2 separate regions of the Gasterosteus aculeatus genome follow, and region 2 is linked to region 1. A link is a contact called in public Hi-C data. All regions are on one chromosome and are shown on one strand. Each heading gives the region's core, a stretch centred on a gene start, on an enhancer-like site or on the middle of the called end of the contact. The rest is flanking DNA. Distances are from core to core; before and after follow the strand shown. Region 1 overlaps ppfia3 (PTPRF interacting protein alpha 3). Region 2 overlaps LOC120827809 (excitatory amino acid transporter 2).

Region 1 (6,742 bases), core at 3,915-6,414:
AGTGATGTGGAGGTGGTGGGGTGGGGTGGGGGGAGGGTGGGGTGGGGGGAGGGTGGGGTCGAGAGGTCAAGAGCAGGGAGGACGGATGGAGGCGAAGCAGAGAGGAGCAGCAGCAGGAAATGAGGACAAAAGGAAGGAACAGCGTGTTAGTGAACGGGTAATTAGTCGGAAGCAGTTCACACTGAAACCAGAGGGAGGAGAAGAAGAAGAAGAAGAAGAAGAAGAAGAAGAAGAAGAAGCTCAACACTCGGTCCTGATCCCACAAAGACAAGAAAGAGACGGAATATCAAAGAGAGAGGGGGGAGAGGGGGGAGACTCGTCAACACCATTCAGACCGGACACTTAAAATAATAATACGAGTGGACAGAGACGGGGCGGGGGGGGGGCACTAACCGGGGGCTTGGTGGCTGCGTTCAGGGACTCCATCTCAGCGTGGGTCATCCACACGTTACTGGTCGACTGGGGACGAGAGACAAGGTGAAACAAATAAACTGGCTGATCGGACGTGCTGTTAAACGACGCCTCTGTGTGCATCGCTCAACATCTGGTTGTGTTTTTTGTCGCAGCACGAGGAGGCAGCTTCTGTTTGCCGAGTTGTGTTACCGGGTGGAACTAAATGGGTGCAGTTTACCGTCCCTCTCCTCTGGAAAACACACGTTCCACTACGTTTGACATTCATCACCCTGCAGGGTCGGTTTCATGTCCCTTATTCCCCCTGAGCAGAATGTGCTTCGCGCTGACGTGACGCGGCGTGTTCTGGTCTGAGTGCGTTCGGTGTCTCACGGAGCGGGTGCTGGCCGGCGCCGAGGGGCTGGTGAGGGACACCATCTCCTGGATGGCCAGCCGCAGCTTGAGGCGGTGCAGCGGGTTGCTGATGCCGATCTCCCTCTGGATCTCCGTGTCCGACAGGTTGGCCATGATGGCGCCGCTCTTCACGTTGGCGCGGCAGGCGGCGACGTACCAGGCCGGCATTCCCACCCACAGCTGGAGGGAGACGGACGACAAAGGGAATAAATGTGGAGGGAATGTGGGGCCAGTGGTGAACATTTGATTGCTGGAGAAAGTTCTGTGTCCTTAGTAGAGAAATTAGACCGAGACAGAGACTCAAGTGCTAATTGTGTTAACTGGTGACTGTCGGCATCCGTGGCTGCCAGGCAGCGGCATCCGGTTCCTCTGAGTGAAACCGATGCGTCTTAAAACTTGGATTCTCTCCCCTGACCATCCGGTTGCAAAAACAAGTCTAATTGTATAGAAGTATATGAGAAAATGACTCTTGATTTATTCCATCTGTAAACATTGTAGACATGAGTTTATGGTCTCAATTTCTAGTTTTAAAGTCTTAAATACAGCATTATGTTCATGTCATGGTCCATAAAGACCATATGGATGCTTTAGGGCGGGATAACTGTGATTGACAGGTCACTGCTGCTGTATATAATATTGGAACCGTTCACCTGAAAGTCACCAGTTAACGCGGCCACTTGTTGAACTGTAACACCCGCCGCTCTGAAAGCGTAGAAGTTTCTTCTGACAACCGGACGTGTTTAGGTTTCTGTGACGGCACCGTACCTCCAACCAGGACACGACCGTGGGTCCGTCCCAGGATGCGAAGGGGAGTCCTTGGCGACATGCTTCCTCCAGCAGCTCATGCCTGGTAAGAGGAAGAGGAAGAGTCACATGTTGGGTGCCGCTGACGTGAGAAACCACCAGATGCAGGTCTGAGATCTGAGTCATCAGGATTCACAAACTTCTTCTTGCTGCGGCGGTCTTTATCTGCCGGACCCAGAGTCCCGGTCTTGTTCAGGCCCATCGGGTCGCCGGAGGCCATTTCCTCGGATGGCGTGGACGCTGGAGGGGACGCAGGGAGGTCAGGGGTCAAGAGAATGACAGATAACACAACATATTTTGAATCACTCCCGGGTTTCCCTCCTTCTGGTTACCGAGAGAAGCGGACCCCTCCCGCCCGGGTTGGCCCATCCGTCCTTTCTCCTTCTTCCCGAAAAGTCGCCCGATGGAGGACTTGATGCTTTTCTTCTTACTGGACTTGTGGAGAGAATCCTGGCTGCTGTTGGAGCTGCTGCCATCTGCCGAGAGACTTGGGCGGGACGGGACGAAGAAGGAAATCAGCGAGGGGGAGGGAGAGGCGAACGAGGATTAATCCGCCCCGCGTTGGATTTACGTAACGGCGATTTACCCGCGAAACTCCCGGGGGTCGTCGAGCATGGCGCCCGGGTGGGTGAGGGTCATCCTGTCCAGGCGCAGAGCGCGAGGAGTGGAAGGAGGCGTGGCATCCAGAAGAGCCAGGGAGCGGTCGTCATCTTTGCTGTTCTGGAGAAGAGGATTACGACTCGAAGTGAAGCTTCATTTTGTGGGAACACAAAGAGTCTTTTTGTCCTGTGAAGACTTTTCGTCTCACACAGTGGGAACGTAACGAGTGATGGCGACCTGCACACCTGTCGACTAGCTTCCCGCGGATAAGCAAATTGATTGATCGTCTCACGTTTTCTGTTTTGACTACGCGTGACGAGTTTAATCTCAAACTATTCCGCTCTGAACTCCCACGTCGACGTCATCGCCTTCTCCATCGCCGCTGCCTGCGTTTAGAACTTGCAGTTCGAGTTCCCCGTTTCTGGGAAGCTGCTTGAACCAGCGCGTCTGGTTCCAATCGTCAGCTTTCCCCCGAATCGCGCTCGCCCGTTCACGGCTGAACTCCTCTGACCCCGTCTGCGTGATTTACTCGCTGTCTGGAGGAGACGTTTGGTGGGGAGGGAGAGTAGGAGGGAGGAGGAGGTAGTACCTGTCTATCCGTCTCGCGGGCCGGGGAGTGAGACAGGCGAGGGGTGGAGTGTCCGGAGCTGGGGGGGGAGGGGGAGGCCAGGGTGGAGGACGTGATGGACGAGGGGATGAAGCCCCGTCCCGTGCTGTCCCTCCCCAGGGAGGACGGAGGGTCCAGAGCCACGCTGACCCGGCTCTCGATCTCCTCGGCCCGCAGCTCCGTGTTCTCCTTCTCCTCCTGGATGAGTCTGCGTTTGAAAGAGGAAGGGGAGAAAAAGAAAACAAGCCAGTTAGCTTAGCTTAGCGTAAAGACTGGAAACGGAGGGAAACAGCTAGCCGGTGCGACCTAAACGAGCTGCTCACTTGATCTCCTTGTTGATGGCCTCCAGCTGTTCCTGCAGCATGATGGCCAGGGTCTGCACGTCCGTCTGCCCGCTGGGGGAGAGCAGCTCGGAGCCGAACCGAGGGTCGCCGTCGTCATCGTCGTCGGAGCCGCCCACGTCCAGGCCCGGGTCGAACCCGGTCCCCAGCAGGGCCCCGCTCTCCCAGTCCGGGTACTGCACACAGAGAGTAGTACTGTGGTTCTTCCACGAAAGAGACAAAATGTCACGTTATGTTTTGTTTCATTTTTGGTATTTTTGTCAGAGAGGATCAGGATGAAAGGATTTTAAGTCAGACAAACAACAAAACTGGGACTTCACAATCCAAAGGGGACACGTATTTTTCCACTTCCTGATATTAAAGTATTAGATATTCTTCCATATTCAACCAGTGTTTGTTTAATAGAAAAGCAGCCGATGCTTCCAAGAGGTATAAAGTAGATGATGATGATTCAATCGGCCTCCGCTTGGGCTCGTAGTCACGTTACAGCGGCGTCTCACCTTGCTGGAGTCCTCTCTGGCCGAGCTCCAACGGGCCCGGTGACTCCGCCTGACCACGCCCCCGGCGGACGCGTTACCGAAGGTGTCCAGGTGAGTGGTCGAGCCGGTCGGTAGCGAGCCATTCCCGTGGGAATACCTCAGCTCCAGAGCGCTCCCCGGCAGAGAGCGACTGGAGAGGCAAGAAACACGGTGCGAGGTGAGACGGCGATGGAGAGGCGGTGCAACACGGAAAAAAAACACAACGGAGCCGGCTAAACAAAAACAAGGGGCCTCCCGGATAAAAGGGTACGTATAGACTTGTATGTGGAGTAAAGGTGCAGCGTACCCGCACCAACGGGCCGTAGGTGTCGGGACTTGCAGATGAGAAAAGTGCTAATTGGATCGTGTTTGTTTGTTTGGGCACCGAGTCAACGGATGCGTGCGATCGGGAAATGCTGACTAACCTGGAATAAGAGCCACCGGGCCTCGCTCTCAGCTGATCCAACTCCAGCTGAAGGCGCTCCAGCTCTGCGATCAGCTGGTCCTGGAGTGGGGGGGAAGGGGGAGGTTAGAGAAAAAGGGGAAAGGAAAAAGGCTGCATGTCTGCAAGAGGTTTGACTCGGAGGGACCTTGTTCGCCAACAGATCATCCTGGAGTTTCTTCATGTTGGACAGTTCCTCCGACAGCGCATTCTGCAGGAAGAAGCAGACGCTTTATCGCGGTGAAGCTGGTCTTCATGTGTTTGTTCTGTACGTTTAAGTACAGCATTCTACACCAATCTCAGGGTATTTGTACGGGTGAGTTTGGGTACACGAGGGACACATGTGTAGGGTCTAGCATTTGGGGGACTGAGACAGATGGCGGTTTGACGAGACGCCTGCTCCCACCTTCTCCTCCAGGGCCGCCATCCTCTCCTTCAGGTGCAGCTGCAGCCTCTCGTTGGACTCAGACAGCAGCTTGTCCACCGTGTCGGAGAGGCGCTTGTTGTGTTCGTCGTTCATCCTCTCCCGCTGCCTCGCCTGAGGTGATGGGCGCGGAAGGGTTGAGAGACGGGTGAGAGCGAATGACAAGAAAGAAACGAAGGTGGGCGTTACAGTAACAAGCATTCTGCTCGACTGAGGACGACGCACAAAGATTTGTATCTGAATGGAAACGACCAAATACAGGGTTTAGAAAATTAGCACGCCTTTGTGGAGGCTGACAAAAGGGGCAACGGCACGAAGGAGGGGGAGGGATGAAACCAGAGGGAGAGAAAAGAGAGTGACTCACCCTCTGCAGCTCCTGGTTCTTCTCCTCCAGTTGCGCCTCCATCTGTCGCAGTCGCTCCTCAAAGTTACCATGTCGCTCCTCCGCCTGAGTGATCGTGGGGGGATGGAGGAGGTGGGAGGGGGGCGCAGTACAAATGAACACAAAAGGAAACGGCTTGTTGACCGGGTCGACCAATCGGCTACATGCCTGTACACATCTAAGCGTGGCGGGAGACTCTGGCTCTTCTCACGGGGCTCCTGCCCCGACACGCCACTAGTAAGTGTAGACTATTTGACAGGTTCGGCTACCGGGGGGGGGGGGATTTTTTGGCACGAGGGAGCATTGTAGTCGCAGGAATGCTTGAGATTTAACACACGAGCAAATCAAACGAGATCCGAGGCGGCGTGCGGTTCCTGGCGTGTCGAGGCGCAGCGAGGAGCAAATAGCTGAGCGGATTACATGCAAATGTTTGCTGTTCACCCGTCGTTTGATATGTTCCGCTTCGGCTATGCACGATCACACGCGCGTTTATACACACGTGTGCACACGGGCTGCTGTCAGGTGAAGATTGCACTGTTTTCATCTGATTGTGTACAGCTGGTCGATTGTTTGCACGCACACACACACACACACCTTGTTGAGGGCTGCCACTCTCTGGGCGAGCTGCGCCTCGATCTCCGGCAGCGTCTCGGCCCTCTGCAGAGTCTGCTGCAGCTTCTGCTTGGCGTCATCCAGGCGCTCCTGGAGCTGCCGGTTCTTCTCCTCGCCCTGCAGGAGGAGGGGGGCAGCAGGAGAGACGGGAGCGGAGGTGAAACTCGGGTCGCCAGGTTTTTTGCGGAGGGCAAGAAAAGAGAAGACCCCCCCCCACACCTGTCTGTAGAGCGAGTCTTTGCTGGCCAGCTCGTTCTCCAGCTTGTCTTTGGTGTCGTGGAGAGACGTCGCCTCCCTCTGGGCACTCAGGTACCTGCAGAGCGGAAAAACACGGGGCGGCAGACAAGACGGAGCGGTGGGTGAGGCGCCCGCAGCGCTTTTTCCTTTGCAAGGAGGCAAGGAAGAGTTCGCGGAGGGGAAACACAAACCTGCGCTCCAACGTGGTGATTCTCTCCTCCATGTCTTCCCTCTGACAGAGAGCCTGGGGGGGGGGGGTTGAAGGCCGCAAAGCATGCGCACATTTAGAAAGCAACCGAGAGCAGATAGTCAGAAAGGTTTACAGGCGTTGATCAAAGGGAGCAGCTATTAGCAGAAGAATGATAATGAGCGGTTAGTAGTTGTTGTTGTTGTTGACAGCTTTTAAATGCCGTTGCAAAAGGTCAAAGAGAGATGGGGGGGGGCGACGAGGAGGGGGGCAGCAGTACGACTCAGAGAAACAGATTTCGCCAAAGTCGACTCAACCTCCTCTCGTTGGAAAAAAGAACGCCCTCACACCTTTTCAATCTGTCTGATCGGGAAGGCCGCGTTGCCGTGGATACGGGGGCTCTGGCGCGCGGAGTAACTGGCCTTTTGTTGCCATAGCAAACCGGGCGTATTTGAGCGAATCAAAAAGAGTATCTCACCTCCTTCACGTCCCTCTGCAGTTTCTGGTTGGCCTCCTCCGATCGGGCCAGCTCCCGGCGGGCGGACGTCAGCTGCTCCTCGATCTCCCCGACCTGGAAGGGGAGGCGGCGAGACGTGAGGCGCCTCCGTCTGCCGTCTCGGCGAATAGCGCGGCGCGTCGGCCTACCTGTCTGCACATGAGGGCCAGTCTCTCTTTGAGCTGACCCAGCTCCGACCTCTGTCGCTCGATCTCGCCCTCGCGCTGACGGTCCACGTCGCCGTCGTCCAGGATGGACGACGGCCCGTTGGGAAGCCGCTGCACGGAG
Region 2 (6,954 bases), core at 3,584-6,083, 39 kb before region 1:
CTCAGGTCGTGGATTCGTGATTTACTTCCACGCGCTCGGATCCCAACAACGAGGCGTCGTCACTCAGTGCAGAAAGGATGCTGCGACGCGCAGGGGCCCCGTGCGATGAGCGATCCCGCCTCTAGATGTCAGACTGTGTTTTAAAAACCGGGACGTCCCGTCTCGCTGCCGCTGGATTTCATTGAACTGATAACGAGCAAAATGATCACGTCAATTCACGCCATGTCATCCGCATGTTATGTTATGTTGTTTTTATTCCCTGTTACTGAAAAAGGCAAGAAAAAAAGAAAAAAGGCTTTGTATTATTGTACCAAACTGGAAGCAGATGAAAGTTGACGTGATTCAATCTGGTGTCTGACATTCCAGCCAATTCTACATAATGCATCACCGGGGACATTTGGGGATTTCCTTTTGGCGTTTAGTGTGGGTTTTTGGAATAATTCAATATGAGCTCCTTTTAATAACTATTTAATCATCTTTGTTGCCAAAATACACAGACCTAAGGAGAAAAATGTCCTCATTGGAACTCACACGGCTGTAACAGCATGACTTCATCCATCATGTCACACCAGACTTTCAATGTGACGCCATGGCAACACCTTCTCACACCCAATTTTAACAAATACTGACGCTTTAGTGGTCCTAGACTTCACGACCCCAGTGACGCTTTTTTCTCAGTAGACGCTCAACAAATGGCGCCTTTTTTTCTTCTTACTTTTGAAACAACTTGCTTCCCAGGAAATTTAGCCGTCAAATGAATCTAATTCCATGACTTATTTGGTTTGACGTTCATTCAAAATATCATTGATCAATAAGCGTTTTTTGGGTCTTAATAATAACAACTAAAGAATATATTTGAAACGAGCTGAAGTGTTTCGGAGGAGATGATGTTCATAACCTCAACACACACACACACACACACACACACTCCTCACTACGCTGTGATTAAATTCCTGACCCCCCCTCAGATGGTATGACATCCTCGCGTCGTGTGCCAGAGTCATCAGACGGATTAGTGTCCGAAAAACATCCTCATCACAAATTTAGAATTTCCCGACAAACCTCGACACCCCCCTTTTTTTTTCTTCATTCAGATCCTCATTGACCTGCAGCATCTCACCTTTGACCCCCCTCTCCCTCCCTCCCTCCCCCATTACTCTGCCGAACCTCGACTCTGACGTCAGCCCCGGTTGCGATTACCCAGGGTGCCCTTATGCTGTCTGGGAAGAATGAAAAAGGGATTGACGTCTTTCTGGCCATCTGCCGCCCCCCCCCCCCACTCCTCTCCCATCCCTCACCCTCTCCCCCGCCTCGCCCCATCCTTAACTCGAGAGGATTATGCGTGTTGGTATCTCCGTGTGCCTTCCTCTCATCAGCGCGTTCTTTATTGCTCCCGATGTGTGTCTGTTGCAGACCAGTAATATACTTTGTCTTCGTCACCGAATTGCTGACGCGTGTTCCCTACCGAGCGCAAATCCCTCCACAGATTGCGCTTAAGCAGCAGAGGAAACACAGGAGAATCACAGTTACTTTAAATAAATCTCTAAGATTTTATTACGTACAATATACACATGAGCCGGACCTGTGAATCTGAGTCAAGACTTAAGGAAGCGGGGAGGCGGTTGATGAAATTTAATTTAAAACGAAAGGCAATCCAGTTGTGAGGGAGAACCGATGACGTCATTTCACAGCATTTAAGAATGAACGAGTCAATTTGAGACATACGACTAAGTCGAAACAGCATCTCGCCTAAAACTCTTCCTTTTAGACACCAGACCACAACGAGGAAATACAAACCATAGATGATGGAGACAACATGGACATCAAGATGAGAGGAGATGTGCAAGAAGAGCACCGAGGAGGAGAAGGTAAACAGATAAACAAAGGTAGAGAATAAAAATGAAATAATGACTGCTGTTTTTTTTTGTTTTTTTTCTTTTGTTCAGATGAACCAGTTGTTTTTTTCTCATGGTTATTTGAAAAGAACGGTTTAACATTTCAGGAGTTAAATTAGAAGATCAATTTAATGCATGTAGGGTAAATAAGAAGCTACAGTCAGCAGCCTGTTAGCTTAGCATAAGGATTACAAGAACCCTCCAACAATCAATAACCGGAACACGAGGCCTTAATTAGTGACCTTATGAGGGTGCAGGTCGGTTGGATTTACTCTGAAACATTTGAGCTCTCGCGTCTGCACGAAAAGCGCCTTCGCCAAAATGTGAAGCTGTTCCTGCAATTTTCACTTCCTGCCAGGAAAAACCACCAAGTGGAGGAGAAGGAGTAGAAGGGTCAGCTGACAACTTGTGGTTGTGCGTTAAAAGGCCGACAACACCGAGATGCCTCTTTTCTCATCGAGAGCAAAACTCACAACTTCCTCTCCGCTCAGTTCAGACCTTCAGGCGTGATCGTGAAACGACAAAGTGGAGACGGAGGCGTGAGCGGAGGAACCGGGGGGAACAACTCTCGGCTTGAAGCTCAGTGAAGGTCCCTCAGGTCGTGGTCGTCTACGAGAAGCAGCAATGGAACCTGCCGGGACCTCAAAAAAGCAAAAAGTAATCGACGGGGGAGTTTTTTTTTCTTTTTTTTCCGTTTTTTTTCCAGAGGGGTAAGAACCGGATCAGGGCAGGTCGCTGTGCGGCATCGCCTGCCGCCGGTCGTAAGCGGTGTCGTCGCTCTCCTCGCCGTCGCTGGTCTCGCCCAGGACCCGGTCCCTCTCCTCCTCCTCCTCGGTCTCGCTCTCTCGCCTCAGACGCTCTCGCTCCCGATCCCTCGCTCTCTCTCTGTGGGAGCGAGGCAGCGTGGGAACCTTGGGGGGGCAAAACCAAGATGTCCCCCCGTCAGTGTAACGTGGCATCTTTTATTAGATGATGATTGATATTAATCAATCAATTATTCTCAACGCTTAGAAAGGAGAATTTCTCCTTCGCTGGATCTGGAAACCCAAGTAGAATTCCTTGGACCAGATGCGAGGCTGATTCCTGAGAACCAGCGTTCAAATCTAAAAGTGACATGAAGAAGAAGAAGAAGTGGGAGGAGTTACCTGGTTGTCGTGGCTGGGCAGGGCGCAGTAGCCCGCCTCCGGCCTGCGGAGGACCCGGGGTGAGTGGGCGCGGAAAGGCCGGGGGGAGTGGGAGCAGACGGAGCGCGGGGACGGGGAGTGGACGGAGCGAGGTGACGGAGATCTGACGGAGCGCGACGGGGAGTAGGCGGTGAACTGGGACTGGGAGACGACGTGGCCGTGGTGGTTTTGCTTGGGCGGGCGAGGGGAGCGGGGGGGCAGCTCGGGCGGCTTGAAGGGGTCGATCGGGTCCATCTCCGCCAGGAGGGGCGGAGGGGGGATGAAGTCCAGCTCCTCCGGGTGGAGGAGCAGCATTTCGGCCGCGTCGATTTCGGCGAGCTCGGCCTTCGACAGGTGGTCCACGATCCCGGCGCCGAAGGAGTCGCCCACCACGTTGATGGAGGTACGCATTCTGTCCCTGGGTGGAGGAACCACAGTCAGGGTGAGGATGGAGGAGGGAGCTAAATAACACCGGAACCTTCATGACTCACAGCAGCCAGTCGACGGCGATGAGCAGACTGATGTCCTGAGTGGGAAGCCCCACGGCCGTCAGGATCAGCAGCATGGTGACCAGTCCGGCACTGGGAATACTGGCGGCCCCCACGCTGGCCAGGGTGGCAGTCAGACTGTGTGGGGATGGGAGGCGGGGGGTGGGGGGCAAAGAGCAACAAGTCCCTATGAGAAAGTGCTCTGACAACAACAAAGAGGTAGTCGAGAGACTCCTGGGGCAGTTGGGAGGCGCTTGAACGCACCACGAAGAATGCAGGAAGCAGACGTTGGTTTAAAACTTGTTGAGAGGAAATTGTTACTGCAGTTAGAAGAGAAAAAAAAGAGAGAAGCCAGGTGTTGTTTTTGTCGAATCGGTTTCAGGAGGCGACTTTATTGATCCTGGAGGGGAAATTCCTTTACTTTTTTTTTCACTGTGCTATTTTTTTTTTTTACACACACAAACAAACGCACAGACCGGACCTACACACTAGCATGATTTAACTCGACCCACCCTTTTTTTCCTACCCCACGCCAACCACATCACCAGGACCGCCTTCCTCCACCTCAGCAGCATCGCACGGCTCAAACACACCACCCGAATCCTCATCCATGCCCTCATCCAACCCCGACCCCCCCCCGGTCCTACGCAACCTCCACTGGCTCCCGGGCCAAATACAGGATAGGCTTCAAAATGTTACTCATCACCTACAAAGCCCCAAACAACCTGGCCTCCTCCCCCCGCCGCGCCCCCACACGGTGCCTCAGGTCACCCTGAAGACCATCGGGGGGCGACAGGGTCTTCTCAGCTGCTGCACCCCCCCGCGTCCCCTCTGTAACGCCCCCCCACCCCCCATCCAAGTCCGCCAGGCTCCCACCTTGAATGATGAAACAAGGGCTTGTTTCATCATTCAAACAAGCCCTCAAAACCCACCTCTTCAAACTCGCTTTCAAATGCAAACGCCTCCATGACTTTCTCGAGTTTAATTTCTTTTTCATTTTTAATTTTTTCTGTCTTTCCTCTCAACTGTACGTTTCCTGTACTTAGATTTATGTTGTCAAGCGTCTTTTTGTACCAAGAAAAGCGCTTTACAAAAAAACGAAAGTTTTATTATTATTATTAACTTTGTTTTACTAACTCAGCCGCATGTCTGCCAATAAAATAAAGAAAGTCCAGAGGGCTTAGAAGTGGAGGAATGAGTTCCACAAATTGTTGTGTGTTATTTATGCGTTGGCTTGACATCAACACATCCTAAAAAGCCTCCGCGTTGAAAACTGGTTCGGCGGGATCTCAGAGCTCGATGATCAGCCAGTTTGAAGAGCGAGCAGTCGCCGCGGCAACCGCGCGTGGGATTGCCGGAGGTTTTGCAGAGGTTTACTGGGTTACTTTCAGGAAATAAATCAAAAGAGAGGCAGAGGCATTGTGACTTCTACAAAACCAGAGACATTAGAGAGAATGACAGTTTAAAACATTCCTCTCTCTTTTATCTGCTGGCATCGAGCTCTGCAGCAAAGTAACCACAAAAAGTCACAATCCACTTTCATTGAGGTATTTGCACGATGGCTTAAGTTACTGTTGGTGAATATTCTTTCTTTTTGGCTGTATTGTTGTGTTTGTTGTCCTTACTAATTATAATCGCGCCGTACGTTCAGCAGAAAGAGGTTTCTGAGGAAAGAAAGAGATTCGTCGCCAAACAAAGGCGAATCTCTTGATGTTTTCTCGAATCCTTTTAAGTTGTCGGACTTTAATCCGCTCGGTGGAATGCAACCCGACGGGTCGTGTTTGCAATTAAGAGGCATTATCAGGTGATGTCGTGCCCCAGATGCGACTCTTCTGATCTCAGAGCTCTGCGTTCCACGTCGGTCCGCTCTGTTTAAACGTTAAACTGGGCGATCTCAGAGATTCACACGCTGCATGTGGATCTTATTCCAGAACAACTCCACCACAATTGATTCAGCAGACTTTTTCAAAAATAAGATTTGGCAATTTGGTGGCGAGCGGCTGTTAAATGAAAGACATCGAATAAACGTCTTCAAAGTGGCCGTCTGAGGCTATACGGGGACTTAAAGAAGTCGTTGGTCTCTGCAGGCTTCCTCCAGCCGATGTAACTCACATGCATCTGGTTCACATGAATGTTGGAATTCAGCTCACACAGCGACGCCCCGTTAAAACTGCTTTTAATACACAACACAACAGCCAATCAGAAGGCTGAGATCATGTCACGTGACCTTCAGCTGGGCACTACTGAAACCTCTGGTTCCCTTCTGGTCGGCCGACGGGGACGGACTGTTGGAAGTGTTTCAAAGGCGGCGAAAAACAAAAGGGAAGACGTCACCTGACGGTGATGATCTGTCCGGTGTCCAGCGAGATGTCGTTCATCTGGGCGATGAAGATGGCCGCCACGGCCTCGTACAGCGCCGTGCCGTCCATGTTGATGGTGGCGCCGATGGGCAGCACGAAGCGAGTCACGCGCTTATCGATCTTCAGGTTCTCCTCCAAGCAGCGGAAGGTGACGGGCAACGTTCCTGCACTGAGAGAAGGAGAACAAGAAGAAGAAGAAGAAGAAGGAGCCACGAGAGGAATTTAAAAAAAGACGTAAAGATGTACAGAGACCGGGAGCAAAGTGTTGCATGATGTGAAATAGGCAGACATGTGCAGAGGTGAGGAGGGTTGAGGAGGGGTGAGGAGGGGTGAGGGGGGGGGAGCTGCAGTAGATACACCCCCAAAAAAATAGGAAATTCGAGTCGGCCGACAGCCTCCTGACAGCTGGTGCAGAACGCCGCTCGTCCTCCAACATGCGAATTACAGGAATTTGATTCCCGGCCCCGCTAAGCTCGGGTCATAATATAATTAGAGAAGAAGCGTTGATGGGATTACCCACTTTCACCAAAGCCCCGGTAATGTGCCAAAATGACAGTTGGTTTTTCAGAGCGCCCGGGAGGGCCGAGCGGAGGGCGGGCGGGGGCAGCGCGCCGGCCACGACTAATCCCGCAGGCTTAGACATTTACAACACCGGATCTGTCTGACACGGACGAGTCCATGATAGCCCGCGCTTACAAACGCTCGGCTCCCTCGGTCGCGCCGATTGGTCCGGCGTACAACGAAAACAATAAAGCGCTTCGCCCTCCGATTCAACCCGAATAGCTGAGAGCGAAGCAGCGGGCCGCGGCGATCAATCACGGCAGCTACGGCAGCTGCTCAGGGGGGGGGGAAAAGAGAACATGTGACACACGTGTTAACACATGCCCACAACAGACGACCGACACACGCACACACACACACGCACACACGCACAACCGCTCCCGGCGTGCTGTCCTACCTGCTGGCGGTACCCAGGGCCGTGATCCAGGCCTGAAAGATCCCCTGGTAGAAAGTAAACGGGCTCTTCCTGGTGATGGCGAAGAATATG

Evidence for each region. A called contact is a pair of places that touch in the nucleus more often than the background predicts.
Region 2: a contact with region 1 is called in a Hi-C map of skeletal muscle, with 2.7 times the contacts expected there. The contact joins two enhancer-like sites. A contact is called at or near these places in 3 of 6 Hi-C or Micro-C datasets (skeletal muscle, tail fin and whole body).

What each region holds. Positions count from the first base shown.
Region 1 is chr11:17,029,788-17,036,529 of fGasAcu3.hap1.1, reverse strand. ppfia3 (PTPRF interacting protein alpha 3) reads right to left here. Exons shown (of 31, transcript XM_078084133.1): 6 at 6,604-6,732; 7 at 6,437-6,529; 8 at 5,963-6,015; 9 at 5,754-5,847; 10 at 5,517-5,651; 11 at 4,905-4,988; 12 at 4,523-4,654; 13 at 4,265-4,327; 14 at 4,100-4,179; 15 at 3,657-3,825; 16 at 3,139-3,359; 17 at 2,798-3,023; 18 at 2,195-2,328; 19 at 1,941-2,095; 5 more. Among protein-coding and RNA genes, the nearest start is that of LOC120827678, 9.2 kb to the right of the region's middle. Within about 2 kb of position 5,164, at least 3 of the 9 cell types and tissues checked have open chromatin away from gene starts, as enhancers often do.
Region 2 is chr11:17,067,955-17,074,908 of fGasAcu3.hap1.1, reverse strand. LOC120827809 (excitatory amino acid transporter 2) reads right to left here. Exons shown (of 11, transcript XM_078084144.1): 7 at 6,865-6,954; 8 at 5,881-6,075; 9 at 3,550-3,684; 10 at 3,041-3,476; 11 at 1,527-2,806. The coding sequence ends at 2,618. Among protein-coding and RNA genes, the nearest start is that of kcna7, 9.8 kb to the left of the region's middle. Within about 2 kb of position 4,833, at least 4 of the 9 cell types and tissues checked have open chromatin away from gene starts, as enhancers often do.